Linked DNA regions of Mus musculus: region 2 is linked to region 1. The links are chromatin contacts, called in public HiChIP or PLAC-seq maps. All regions are on one chromosome and are shown on one strand. Each heading gives the region's core, a stretch centred on a gene start, on an enhancer-like site or on the middle of the called end of the contact. The rest is flanking DNA. Distances are from core to core; before and after follow the strand shown.

Region 1 (7,394 bases), core at 2,694-5,193:
GGAACACCAGGGCCAAAAAGGGGGAGTGGGTGGGCAGGGGAGTGGGGGTGGGTGGATATGGGGGACTTTTGGTATAGCATTGGAAATGTAAATGAGCTAAATACCTAATAAAAAATGGAAAAAAAAAAAAAAGAAAAAGTTTCCATGGTCATGGTGTCTTTTCACAGCAATAAAACTCTAAGACACATACCATATTTGCCTTTCTGATTTTTTCCTAATTCCTTCGATTTACCTGTGAATTTCATTTTCAGACCCTTTTAGCTTTTTGAGTCTCCTTTGAGATGGCATGTATAATTCTAATATGTCTGCCTGTATATGTTAGTTGGCCTTTTTCCTTTACAGTTTGTCTTAGTTAGGGTTTTATTGCTAGGAAAAGACACCAGGACCACAGCAACTCTTATAAAAGCAAACGTTTAATTGGGGCTTACTTGTGGTTTCAGAAGTTTAGTCCATTACTGTTATGGAGGGAAGCATGGCAGCGTGCAGGCAGGCATGTTGCTGGAGACAGAGCTGAGAGTCTACATCTTGATCTGAAGGCAGCAGAATAAGACTGAGCTCCATACTGGGTAGAGCTGGACCACAGGAAACCTCTCAAAGCCTGCCACAGCAGTGACACACTTCCTCCAACAAGACCACACCTCCTAATAGTGCCACTCCCCATGGGCCAAGCATTCAAATACATGAGTCTTGGGTGTGTGTGTGTGTGTGTGTGTGTGTGTGTGTGTGTAATCCTATTCAAACCAGCACACAGCTTTGACACCCTTTCCTTGTTCTGTATGTGTCCTAGGGAATTTCTGTTCTGGTTCAGTGTACTTAGTGTAACCTATGAGTCCTACACCTTTATAGGCATCACCTTCTTTAGGGTATGGAGATTTTCTTCTTTGATTTTGTTGAAACTATTTTCTCTGACTTTGAGATGGGTTGTTTCTTCCTCTTCTTCCTCCTCTTCCTCTTGCTCTTTCTCCTCCTCCTCCTCTTCCTTCTTCTTCTTCTATTCTTATTATTCATAGATTTGTTCTTTTCATGGTGTCCTGGATTTCCTGGATGCTTTGTGCTCGGAATTTCTTAGATTTAACATTTTTTTTTGATGGAAGTGTCCAGTCTTTTTATCTTAATCGTGTCTTCAATGTCTGAGATTCTCTCCTCCATCTTTTGTATTCTACTGGTGAGGCTAGCCCCTGAGTTTCCTGTTTGTGTTCCTAAAAATTTTATTTACAGATTTCCCTCACTTTGGGTTTTCTCTGTTCTCTTTCTCTCTTCAGGTCTTCAGCTGTTTTATTCCCTTCCTCCCTCTGTTTATGTATTCATAGATTTCTTTGAGGGATTTATTCACCTCCCTTTAAGGACCGCTGTCCTCTTCATAAAGGCTATGCTTCAGATGTGCTGCCGTGCTCAGGACAGACCATGTTAGGGTTGGATGCTGGCCAGTGCAGACACAATGTCCTGGATGTTTACTGACTGTGTTTTTATGCTGACATCCAGGCACCTGAACTTGGGAAGTTTGTAATTGTAGTTCCTGATAACTGGCCTTGTCTTTGTTGGTCGGGTGTTCTTTGTTTTCTGTTGCCCTCTCTGGTTCTTATGAGAGTGTGGTGGTTGTGTGTTGCCTGGTAGGAAATTCTCCTGGGAATCCTGATAGAGATGGTCACTGGGGATTCTGGGTAAAATGTGTTTCTAGGGATTGGGAGTTAACACTAGAAGAGGGTGTTGGAGGGATCCACAGAATGGAGGAAAGCAGGGTGGCCCACCAGGACCAGTTCACTCTAGTGGGACGAGGAGCAGGAGTGAGGATAGCCCACAGCAGGTGCTATAGAGCTCAAACCAGGGATGAGACAGGGAGGCTGGTTGGATTGGAGTGTAGAGGAAGGAAAGGGGGAAGTTCTGCAGTTAGCCTACCTGCTTCCTTGGCTTCAGTGTGTTTTGAGTTTTTAGTGATGCTTTTTGCTGTGCATCCCCCATGCCGTAGGTTGACTCTTCAACTTCCCCACTGGACTTTTTCAAAAACTTCATTTCCTTACTGATTTTTTCTCCCTTTTTTTAAAAACAAATTCTCCTCCAGTTAACTACTTTTTTTTTTTTTTGCCAACATTCTTATTTATATGCTAAATCAATTTTCTTCTTCCTTCATTTGCTAATCTGAGTCTTCTTTGTGGCCATTGGTCCTTTTTAAAAATAGGACCTTTCTCTTGCATCTCACCAATGTTTCTTATGGTTAGCTGCGGCCTCTAGTAGTGAGGAGCTGTGAGCACATCACTAGTGAATTTTCTTTCATTATCTCTGTTTCTTTGTTGTGCTTTGCATGTCTTTCAGGCTGGGTATGTTCTCCAGTGTTTTTATTTTTCTAGTTTCTTCACTGTTTTGGTTTCACTTCACATAGGTCCTCCTGGTAAGTCATCTTGACTTGAACTTACTATGCTCCCCACTGCTCTTCAGGGTGTAGCAACTGCAACCGCGGAGGCAAACTTTCTGGAGAAGACCGGTGCGTGCCCTTCTTTTGTTGCCCAGGAAGGCTCAGATGTATGAGACGCTGATCTGGGGAAATGTCGTTTATAATCACCAGTGATCTCTAGGTGTTTTCTTAATTAATAATTAAGTCACAAAGCAAGGAAAGAATGGGAAAGGAGCAAAGGTGACTGATGTGTGAACGAGGGGAATGGGCATGGGCTGGACGACAGGAAGTTAACTGAGTCAGCACTGTAGAGTGGGGAGAGGCGAAGGAAGGCGCTGAACGCCTGTTTGATTGAGACGCAGGCTAAAACAGAATAACTAAACAAAATTTAAAAATAATGCACATTTAAAACAAAGTAGGAAAATGTTGCCTCCTGGACAGACTCTTTCTTTTTAGCTCACCCCTTTTGTAGCAGGTTTTTTGTAGCAGTTTTTTTGTAGCAGTTTTTTGTAGTCTTTTGTAGCAGTTTCTGCAGCTGGGGGAAGGGCTGCTAGTCTCAGTAAGCCATCTAGTCACTTGGCATGTCCTTCCTGCCAAGGGCTTCTGCAGGAGTTCTCTTGTCTGATGCCAGTTACAATTTCATCTCTGATGTTTTATGCATCATTATTTCCATGACCCTTTCTGTGACTGTGGCTCTGTGAACTAAAAAGACCTGCCCACTCAGCCCACTCAACCCACGCAGCCCACACAGCCCACACCGCCCACTCCGCCCACTCTGCCCACTCCACCCTCTCATACTTGCCTTTTTCCCTCGGTGGACTCTTCCAGCCATGCCTAGAAGCAGTCTGCCGCACCACCAAATTCAGCAGTGCACGGCTCCCTTCCCATGTCGCCACCTGCTCAGGCCCTGTTGGAGCCAGTTCCTTCCCAGATGTTCACTGCAGGGTACTAATGGAGAATCCCAGTTTCACATCCACTTCACACTTAAGTCTCCACAGCCTGTGCTGCTCTTGCAGTCTGGGTACCCACTGTATATGCAGGCCTTAATGAACGCATCTAAGTATCACATCCCAACAGCCTGGTCAGTCTTTCTCCTCTTTGCCGTTCTTTATCCTTCATTTTTGTCAGGACAAAGTTATTTAAGGCCAAGCAATTTGTGTAATTAAAAAACAACAGCATCAGCAGCAACAACAACAAAAACCCCACCTACAAGGGGTGTACTTTTCTTGTCATATGTAAGATATAAGTTATGAGTCATACATTAAATTCACAGCACAGATGCTAGAATGAACCTTCTACAAAGGAACACATCTAACTGTCACTGCCTTCAAAACAAAACAAATACCCGTCCTTGTTAACATTTTCCTCTCCAACTACAGTTAAAGCCTCTGCCCCACCCATAGGATCAGACAATGTTTGTCTGTTTGTTTTGTGTTTCAACCTCATTTGGTTCTTGCCCATAACAAGTGTTCTCCTTTTTCCTTTGCTTGCTTTCTGCTTTATATTTTGTGTACGCAGAACAGAACTTATTAGTCTTCATGACACAGAAGATACTCATTTGTGACTCACACAAACAAGACCAGTCTCTAAACCAGTGGTTCTCAGCTGGGGATAGTTGACCCCTTTAAGGTGGCACGTCAGATATTTACATTAAGATTCGTAACAGTAGCAAGATTACAGCTATGAAGTAGCAACATAAATAATTCTATGGTTGAAGGTCATCACAACATATAAAAGGGACCACTGCTCTGACAATATGTCTCCATAAACATTTTCAATCAGAGAAAAACAATGTAACAAGTATGTAAAGTGTGCCTGAACAGATGCCATGATCTCATTACATGTATCTAACAAATGATAACAATTTATCTTAGTTCCCCCAAGAAATTGTTAAGGAAAACAAACTAAATAGACCCCCACACCCTTGTTGTACAAGAGCAAGGAAGGTCCTTAAGGTGGGAAATGATGACCTTCATTTCAGAGTAGAATTGGAAGAGATGGCTTAATTCTAGCACAACAATAGGTGGCACACAATGTACCTGTCACTGCTGTCCCTCCTGTGTGCCTATGAAGTCACTGAAGGCTGAGAGCCCTGTGCAGGGTTCTTGAAGCCATACTGTCTGGAACAAGCAGAGCCAGGGTTTGAAGCTAGGCAGTGTGACTTTAACACTCATACACAGCACCTCTGGAATGTTAAGTGTTGAATTGCTTAGAAGCTTCAAAGTTAGCTTGGGTTTCTTTATCTCTAACATTAAAAAAATTTTTAGAGCCATTGTTTTTTTTTTTAATTGTTGAAATTCATGTATTGTTCTTGAGATGAGTAATTTTTGTGACTCAGAATCATCAGTGAAGTCATCTTAACCCTTTAAAATTGCAATTCCATCTATGGCAAACTGCCCTGAACATGCCCCATCTCATCTGATGTTAGAAGTTACAACTATCAGATCAAACACTAGAAATTTAAAATTTTTTTACCCTGTGTCTTTGAGTGCCTTTATGCCTGTTTATTTTTTCCATCTTGCTACTTGAACCTTGACTTATATTTTTTCCTCCAAATAGCACTTTGAGCCAAAATTTAAGATTGCATGTATTTTCTTTATATTAGGAAACTTCTTTCTACCCTTTGAGGTGTATTTATTATTGTCTTCTCTGATATTATCGTATGCCTATTATTATACTTTCCAAGTGACTACTAAAGCTTTCTATCTTCCTATAAAATAGTTAACCATGAATACCTTTTGTATGTGCAGTTTCTCAAAGCCTTTCAGAATCACAGGATTCTTTCAAATGACTAATTACTGCAAATCTGGTGCCTGTGTAATGCTATCCAGCAAGCAGCTGCTTCATGTTGAAGAGAAGCTAAGAGCTCTTTTTGGTTTTGTTCATTTAAAATCATTTGCTTCTTATTTAATATCTGCAAAGAAGGCAGTCACATCATCATAGAATGTGCTGTTGTAAATTCTGGATTGTTTCCATGGGTTCCGCCTTACATCTGCATGGTGTTTAAAGCCACCGCTTCCTTTCTCTTCCTAGTCATTCAGGGCCTTTCGCCTAATAATCCAATGTCATGCTGAATGACAGAAAATTGAAGTTGAATTTATTTGACTATAGAGAAGGACTACTCAGAACAATGCACTTATTTAAGAACTCCTTGCCTCAGAAACTGAAGGAGCTGTTTTGTGCAGGTGGCTTAGACTCTCTGCTGCTTCCCCTGACTCTGTTCCTTTATTTATTAGGAACAGGAACTGGGCATTCTGCTTCTGGAAACAAAGGGCCCTGCCAGTCTACGCCAACCTTTAATAAGCCCGTGGGATGCGCACAGAGCATTCAGAATCCCAGAGACCATCCTATGCTTTTGTTTTTTAAAATATCCCTTAGCACCTCTTGATTACAAAAAAATACAACAAAAAAAATGAAAAGCAGCCATGAAAATATATAAATCATCTTCCAATAACACACCAGGGGCTTTTTACATTGTGAGATTTTCATAATGAATTGTGTTTCCTCAGCTCTATGTAATGCTTTTTTCTGCTTAAAGAAAATGCTTTACTTGGTAGGCACTGCTTATATTTCTGTTTCTGTTTACTTAATGTGACAACCTTCATGGGTTCTTGTTTTTAAAGGTAAAACATTCATTTACTTTACCAATATTCAGAGTTGTAAGACAAGTGGCAAACAATCATGGCGGCAGTGTCTCCTCTGCTGGTTCTACACTGTGAACCAAAGACTAACCTGTGTTTATTCTGAAAGTGAGAGGGGAAGAGAAACATGTGGAGAAAGAATAACCCTTTGTAAAGCGCACACTAGCTTTGTCATTATTCCTGGGCAGGGGTGTGTGGCATAGCCTGTTTTGTTTGGAACCTGGTAAATGCTGGAACTCTGATGCATCTGTATACTGAAATGTGAGCCTCAGAATACTTTGTTTTTATTTTATGTGCACTGGTGTTTTGCCTGCCTGTATGTCTAGGCAAGGGTGTCAGATCTTGGAGTTACAGACATTTGTGAGCTGCCGTGTCCTCTGGAAGTGCAGTTAGTGCTCACCTACTGAGCCATCTATCCAGCCTGTTTTCTTTTCCTTCCTCCCTCCCTCCCTCCCTCCCTCCCTCCCTCCCTCCCTCCCTCCCTCCCTCCCTCCCTCCCTCCCTTCCCTCCTTCCTTCCTTCCTTCCTTCCTTCCTTCCTTCCTTCCTTCCTTCCTTCCTTCTAATATAATACTTTTTAATGTTACTGAAATGAGCTTGATTTAGTGACTATTTTTAGCATACACTACTAATTCTCAGGTAATTGAGAATTAATTACATAAAATTTACATACTAACTAACAGTTCTCTGTGAACTGTTTAAAGCTAATCAATTTTAACTATTGCCTTAGAAATACTAACAAACTTTTATCACATGGACTCAGATCCACTCATGATTATATCCTGACAGAAGCACCAAGGAGCATCCAGCAAGAAAGCAGGATGGTTGTCTGTGTTGTTTGCTTAATGAAATTAGTCACAAGGGCACCACATTTGTCTTTATTCTTTCTCCAGTAATGCTTCTCATATTGTAATGTATATCTCTTTAATAGTTAAGAGACTGCAACTGGCCCAGAACAAGGCTTCTCTGACAAACAGTATTTGCTTGTGGGTTTTCTGTTTCAGGAGTCATCATGAGCAAGAAAAACTTAGGGATCAGGCAGAACAACTCAGTTTGAGCCACTTGGCAGCTTGCTGAATGAGCCTACTTTCCTCTTTCCATTTACAATAATCAAAATACCTGCTTTCTCTTCCTGGAAACTATGACCACAAACGAAGAAAGGCAGGGTGAGCGTAGCATCCACCAGTGAACACCCGCTCCTCCCTCTTCGGAGGGGAGCACCATGCTCAGCACTTGGGCATAGCATCCACCAGTGAACACCCGCTCCTCCCTCTTCGGAGGGGAGCACCATGCTCAGCACTTGGGCATAGCATCCACCAGTGAACACTCGCTCCTCCCTCTTCGGAGGGGAGCACCATGCTCAGC
Region 2 (7,394 bases), core at 3,473-5,972, 78 kb after region 1:
ATCTAAATATATCTAGAAAGTGGGCCCTACTACAGTCCCTAGCTGACTCAGGCTAGCATCAGAGTGCCCCTACAGGTCACAGAGGAACTTCCCTTTATTATCAAGATTTGTGAATGAAGAGGCCAGGGGCCCTCCCTGCCTGGTGGAAGGGCTGTGTCCCTGCTCTGTTTTGTTGTTTAAGTTTAAAAGCAGAATTGAATTTCCCATGTAGATGGTGTAATGATCTCTGGCTACCAGGTCTAGGGCCAGCAGTTACCTTCCATTCACCCTTAAAAGCCTGGTAGTGAGAAGGGAAAGGGTCAGACACTCAGAACAGGCAGCCAACAAGGCAGCAGCAAGAATTTGGGTCTCTCTGTTATACCACATGGTTCTGCACCTCTAGGTGCCAAGGCTACTTTGCTCAGAATATGTAGAAATGACATTACTGTAAGCTGGCTGGAGGGAACGTTTGTGACTGGCAGTGGACAGAGAAAGAAAGCCGAAGGTGTCGTCACAGCCTGGGCAGTGGAACTCTCCAGAGTGGCACAGGGTAGCACTAGAACGAGCGGCACAAAGAAACCCCAAGAGTGAAGCTTTCTGTGGCAGGATGGTACCACACCATCACGGCATTAACAGAAACAGCCACAGGTAATATTTGTAGTTATAAGGGGCACAGCTCATTGCCAGAGGTCTGAAATCCACCAGCGCCCAGGAACTAGCTATATTAGCTTCTTTCTTAAGATGAGAAGACAGAGGCATGGAGAGGCTAATCAATCCTCTAGCACAGCTAGAAAATAGCAATTCTTGGCCTAGGAGACTAGGCAGGACAGGTGAGGAATGGCAGTGTGGTCTCTGCATGTCACATTCCAGAACAGGTAAGGAATGGCAGTGTGGTCTCTGCATGTCACATCCCAGAACAATCTGAGCACTGTCTCTGAGCTTGCTCTGCTGACAAAAAAAACCTTCAGCCTCATCCAAAGACAAGTATTCAATAAAGGACAGTAAAGCCAGCTTCAAATGAACAGAAGAGTATAGACAGACCTGGAAAACATCTTAGAATCCTTTAGGGGGTCCTATAGAAGGTTATTTACATCCTATAAAAATGAAATGTTGTAGTCTTTATATTCCATTTAAAAATAATTTCCAGTATTAAATCTTTAGGTACTGTATTTCATATGTCTTTCTACACAGCGCTCACATGGGGATAATGCCTCTTCGAGAAGCCATGAGGTTTTCAGCAAAATTCTCAGTGCCGGGTGAGCAATACTCCGCCCCCCACCCCCCGAGTTGTCAAAGAGGTCCCAGAGGGCCTCCAACAAGTACCATTGTTCTCAGTTGTCTGCCAAAACCTGGTGGTAAGACTTTGCTGTGGAAGACACCACACACAGTCACGGGATATGGAGAAACCACGCTGGAACTGAATTGGATGCTATCTCCCATCTAGATAGGTATCATACGGTGAATGCTACGGAGGCTGCCACAGGAGATGCCCATGAACTGCCTCGCCTAGCTGTGAGTTACAGTGATGAGTAGCCTGGAAAGGCACACCCACACCCGTTGGCGCAAGCAGTATGTAGCAACCAGTCTCTTCCTAATTGGATCTAAGCCCTTCCACAAAAGGGAACGAATGCTGGGAGCTATAAGCCTTGGCTTATCACCAGCTTGAAACTGTGACCTAAGGTTGGTATGGTCACAGGCTCCAGGGAAGAATCTACTAACTAGTGCTTTGCTAACTGCAAATACCTTCTACCTAGTCACCTTTATGTTCATAATAGATTAGTGAAACGCTCAGCTTTAATCAAAGACGCTTCTTTGCTCCTTTTTGCAGTGGATTGTCTATTTAAAAAAATAAAAAAACAAACTGTTGGGGAAAGTGCAGAAAATGGAGTGCTTGCCCCTAAATGGGACATCTATGTTGCCTATCACACTCTCCTCCAAGGCTTAGGGACCATTGTAGAAGAGCGTGGAAAGATTGTGAGAGTCCCAGGTTGGGAAGGACTGATGCAGTCTTGTGAACACGCCAGGGCCATGGCTAATGCGCTCACAAACTCAGCAGACCTGTACAACATCAGGTTCCTCAGCTCATGAAGGGAGGGGAAACAATTGTCCTGCGAGACAATTCACAGTTAATGGAGACCGGAAGGCATGTCACTTTAGTGTTAAAACCACTGATAGTTCCCCAGAGTGAAAAACTAAACAAAAGCTCGCATCCACTCTCATTCGGGCAGCCCTATTTAAACACTGAGAGTCACACAGGAAGAAGTAAAGCAGAAGGGAACCTGTCGGGAAGATGGTTTCAGCAAGAGAAAGAAATAAGGCCCAGTTCATTATCTACGTGTGTGAGTCTGTCAAAAAAAAAAAAAAAAAGCTGGAGAGAGGGCTCAGTGGTTAAGATCTTTCTGCTCCTCCCGAAGGCCTGAATTCAGCTCCCAGCACCCACATCAAGTAGCTCACAATCACTTGTAATGCCAGTTCAAGGGTATCTAACACCCTCTCCTAACCTCCGCTCGCGCGCACACACACACACACACAATTTTAAAGAATATATATATGTATATACTTTAAATATATATATATGAATATATATGTATATACTTTAAATATATATATGTGTATATATATATATATATATATATATATATATATATATATATATATACTTTAAAAATAAAAGCAAACAAAGCAGTATACGGTTATGGGTATGTTCAATGGGTGTACATATGCTCTGTCAATCCCCACATTGGGGACAATAAAGAAAAAAAATAATGAAAACTGACAAGGGATATAACCATCACCACCTACCCAAAAGGAAAGCCAGGTCCTCTAAACTACAAAGTCACCTCCTAGCGCCATAACCTAAGGCATGAACTGCCCTTTTTCTATCTTCAGAGACCACACCACAGCCTTGGAATTGAACCAGCCAGCTGGGCTGGGTATTTCAATGTGACTGTCCTTGAAGTATTGCAGCACCCGTGTTTCCCATTTCCGAGAAGCTGGACATTGTTCTTGAACAGAAACACACTTGAAGCTACAGTGTAGATGCAGCAGAGATCACTGAAAACGTTGATGCATCTTTTGCTTGGCTTGGAGAGATATCAAGCATTCACTTGCCATCTGTAGATCAGTAATATTTTGATCTTTATTACTTTACGTGGCAATTGGGCAAGAAGCTCTATTGTCAGTCCCTACCTTTTCACATGCTGAATGCTGTTGCATCAGGACATGAGTTTCCCTTTTAAGCTTAGGCCTGTGATACTGAGCATATTGATTCTCCTTTATGAGCACAGACTGGAGTGAACTCTGTGCCCAATAGTGAAATGACTGCATTTAAAAAAAACAAGACAAAACAAACAAGAAAACCACTCAGAACTTCCTGCATCTGTTACTTTGTTGTGCTGGAGATAAACAGAATCTCCTTTATTAACCTCTGCACAATTTAAAAGGAATGAAAGCCCGAGTTTATCAAGTTCATGTTACTATCTTTATGTGCTGGCATTTGGCAATGTCTTCAGTCATTGTTTTTCATTATCGCTCTGGCTTTCAGAGCCTCCAGTGCAGTCACTTTGGCAAACTCGTGAATGCCAGCAGCCGTGTGAAGACAATGAGTGTCACTCTGTAATGTGACATGGGGAAATATTTTTCAATTTCCTAGCAGGTGCTGAGCTATGATTCTGACTCATAAAGGTGGTGATTATCTGTCTTTTCTGAAGTGAAGCAGCAGAGGGGAAAAAAGCATACTAAAACTAATGAAGAAAGCAAAAGTTGGGTCTGTTCTCTCTAGCTGGAGGATCTCTGGTCCTGGGAGTTGTTTTTCTCTCCTGTAAATGGATTGTTGTCTTGTGAAAGATAGCATCAGAGAGGATATTTGACTTTAGCAGGGACTGTTGGTGAACTGTATCCCTATACCTATGGACAATTCAAGAAAGATAAAAAGCATGAGGGCTTTATAGTGCTGAGTGTGGATGAAGCTTCTCGCAGACTGAAAAGAAATTCTTACCAGCTGCAGCACAAATACTGTTCAGAAAGGATTTTACATCAAGAGTTGTTTAACATCAGTATGCTTCATACAGGGAGGTCGCTGATCATATAGATGTGGTGTGTTAAGTAGAAACAGGAGTTGATTGATTCCTGTACAGCATGCATTGGTGATACAATGAATTAGACCCCATAATGGTTCTCCCTAGGTGTGGTGGAAGTGAAGGATAGGAGGGTGGTGGAGAAGGCTGATTTGACAGATGATATGAGAAGACCAGCTGACAGCAAAGGGAAGATGTTGCAGGATACATGTGCTTGAAGTATCAGAGGCCGGATACAGGACCAGAATATTTCCTCTATGCCTTCCTTCAGCATGGACATTATGTATCTCTATAAAATTTAGGAATCACAAACTTAAGAAATTATCTCTGAAGAGACAGCATTTATTTAAATGTCCTTGATCCATCCAGGGACCGGTAGCCTTATCAGTCAGTGGAGCCAAACTCCAGGCAGAGCTCAGGGAGTCATCTCCACAGCAAGGATTACAGCGGCCCCACCCATATCATCAGAGACATATAAAGGCGTCAGCAAAGTTCTCTTCCAATGGACTCATTTTTTCTCCAAAATTTGTTTCTTGCTTTCCAACTGCTTTGCTTAGTCTTCTGTAAGTAGATTTTGGGGTGTGGTCGCAGGAGGCCCGCCTGGAGGACTTCGGCGATGGAAGTGGGAGAGGCCCTATGAGTCTCACAGCAAGAATGAAGAGCCTCCTGCCTAAAGACGTTAGTCACTGGAAGTCATCCCTTTCTACCCACAGTGAGTCACAAGCCCCTCAGCCTCGCCTGTGGCGCAGAGGCTAAAGAACCAAAAACAGTTCATGCACATGTGAAACTACATTCGGGATGGACCATGACTGAAGGTCTGCTCCTGAGCTCAGCTTCCTCCAGCATCCTCGGGGGTGGGGTGGGGGTGTAGACCAAGCAGGAAAGTTCTTGCCCCTGTCCATCCTTCCCTCCCTTTGAACATCTTTCCCACACACTGCACACACCTTCCGACCACTGCAGCCAACAGTCTGCTTCTACCACCTGCATTTACAAGGCTTTTAACGTCTTCTGACCAGTCAGATATGCTGTTTATCCTCTCAGTTTCAACCACTGACTTCATTTAAGGTCATGTCCAAAAGGTGCTGTTTGCTACAGAGGGTCAAAAGTCACATTTTCTACTTTTTTTTCCCCTGTGAGTCTCACGCAGCAAATGCTCCTCTGTGTTCCTTTGACTTCCAAAGTTCTTGCTGGCCATAGTTTAACTGGATGCTTGCAGTCACACATCCACACGGTTCCCAAGCAGTGATTCTTAACCTTGTGAAAGTGCCAACGTTCTTTGAAATTGCAGTAGAAGGCAGGGCCTAGGCCCTCCTCAAGAGGACACATGTAAATATGTACAAGTGCTTCATGAAAATGCCAGGCTTCGCAGACCCTCTTGAAGCCTGTTCAGACAGTAACTCCAACCTAATGACCCCTGTTTAAACTCATTCTTCCAACTGTTCTGTGAGGTCATTGTATTGTGACCCATGGGAAAAACAAGGGCTGGTGAGTGGGACTCACCGCTGTCTGTGACTTGCCTGAAGTGGCTTCTGGCCAGGTTCCAAGTCTCCTCTGAAGCCTGTTTTGTGGACTTGTGTTTAGAAGAACAAAGCCAACACGGGAAGTACTTCTTCCAACAGGGTCTGCGTGTCAGAGCAGAGACTGGCATTCTTGGCGTTCTTGCCCATGTGATGATAGCTCCTGTCTGACTAAACCAACCTACAGAGTCCCACTTCGCCTCCTGAAGCAAGGTACCTTACCTAGGGTTAGAGAGACACATGTAAGAACAACAACCTCCTTGTTGTTGCAAATCTTTGACTTTCTCATGAGTAGTCCCCAGCTGTCTCCCCAAATCTGTCTGTACTGCCAGCTGGTCCATGAGGGTGCAGCCATACTGGGTCACTGTTGGGCAAGCAAGCTTTCTCTGTCAGCAGCCATGACTGTCATTCTCATGTCTTGACATAATGTGTTCCACACAAATCCTGGACCCTTTACTCAACTTTCCCCATGGATCTAAAGGCCTCTCTGTGTTCTAGCATGTGAATGATGTGTTGAGAAAGAGTCTCTGAAAGACATTGAGTGATGCTTTATGTAACAGCTCCAGTTTCAACTGTCAATACATGAGATTTGAAATGAAAATCTCCATGTAGCTGTTAATGCACAATGCCTCAGTCACTGCCTCAGAGATCCATCTTTTATTGCCTCACTGCAGGGGCAGGAGGGAAGGGGACAACTACCAATCCCATGGTTCCCCCAGACCCTGGACTGTGAGTTTACCACTGCCTCTTGGCCATCCTTGGGCTCAGCTCTCTGACATGACAAAGGATAATAGCGTCAAAGGAAATTGAGGAAGGTGGCTTTTTTCAAACACCATTTCCCATGTTTGAACAAATGTGTTTCATCACAACTCTGTCTGCTAGTAGGATGCTCTGTGGCTGACAGATGGCTTCAGCCAAGGAGACCTGGGTAATGACACTGGGAATTACCTCCCTGCACACCAGAACCATTTGTATCAGGGAATGCCACAGCACCAGGGCTCACAGCATCCTAGGAATGCACCTTCCATGCGTTTTCCTGAGTGAGTGGTTCCTGTACCACCATCCTCCATACCCTAATCCCATTAAGCCCAATCCTACTGCCTTCCTGGTGTCTCAAATGTGTTATTACACTATTTAAATATATATTTTTTCTATCATGAAAGTTAGTAAAGGTTCTGTGCTCTGGAGGCAAACGTTCCTAGTCCTACTGGTACAGTTCACCAGCAGTGAGGCCCCGAGGAATAAGTCAGAGGAAAAAGAGCTTTGTGAGCCAAAGGTCCTGGTTTGAAGGGTATGGAGAAGTTTCTCAAATGGTGCAGGAAAAGTGTTTCTGATATAAATATGACTCAAATGCACACAACACCATGGTTTATCTAAAATATATGTCTTTCATATCGGCTTCTTCTTTATTTTCTTTCCTGTGGTTTTCCTGGTATGACCCCAGACACTTATTAGTGTTAACCTCAAGATTACAGTTTCCCAAACAAGATATTCTTATTTCAAAGGGTGTAAGACCTTACCCTGTTCCCTTTGCCCCCATTCCCTTTCAACCTAATAGCATTTGACAGGAGGCAAATATTTTTGGTGAAATATTTGGCGAGGTGTGAGTTACTGCTTTATATTATATTAAAATGCATTGTGTAAGGGGAAATTTTATGGAACCTTCACTGGGCAAAGTCTCAGTCCTCGTATGCTCCTTCATCATTGGCTCTCAGCCAGGGGCAGTTCTACCCCTGGAGGAGATTAGCAATGTCTGCAGCTAGATTCTTGGGAGGAGAAGGTGCTACTGACATATTTTGGGGAGAGGTCAGGGATGCTGTTA

Evidence for each region. HiChIP or PLAC-seq counts read pairs in DNA pulled down with a chosen protein or histone mark.
Region 2: a contact with region 1 is called in an H3K27ac HiChIP or PLAC-seq map of a colorectal cancer cell line, with 4 times the contacts expected there. The contact joins two enhancer-like sites. A contact is called at or near these places in 5 of 39 promoter capture datasets (the 3T3-L1 cell line, 3T3-L1-derived adipocytes, the C10 cell line and 2 more), 4 of 484 Hi-C or Micro-C datasets (adipose-derived mesenchymal stem cells, brown adipocytes, granulocyte-monocyte progenitors and 1 more) and 1 of 115 datasets of contacts at active chromatin or transcription factors (a colorectal cancer cell line).

The regions. Positions count from the first base shown.
Region 1 is chr3:65,762,063-65,769,456 of GRCm38.p6, forward strand. The region is part of intron 6 of Lekr1 (leucine, glutamate and lysine rich 1); the gene reads left to right. Among named protein-coding and RNA genes, the nearest start is that of Gm25755, 5.9 kb to the right of the region's middle. Within about 2 kb of position 3,944, at least 36 of the 459 cell types and tissues checked have an H3K27ac peak or open chromatin away from gene starts, as enhancers often do. A contact at or near this core is called in a colorectal cancer cell line, where this site is marked.
Region 2 is chr3:65,839,784-65,847,177 of GRCm38.p6, forward strand. No RefSeq gene overlaps it. Among named protein-coding and RNA genes, the nearest start is that of Gm25755, 72 kb to the left of the region's middle. Within about 2 kb of position 4,723, at least 65 of the 459 cell types and tissues checked have an H3K27ac peak or open chromatin away from gene starts, as enhancers often do. A contact at or near this core is called in a colorectal cancer cell line, where this site is marked.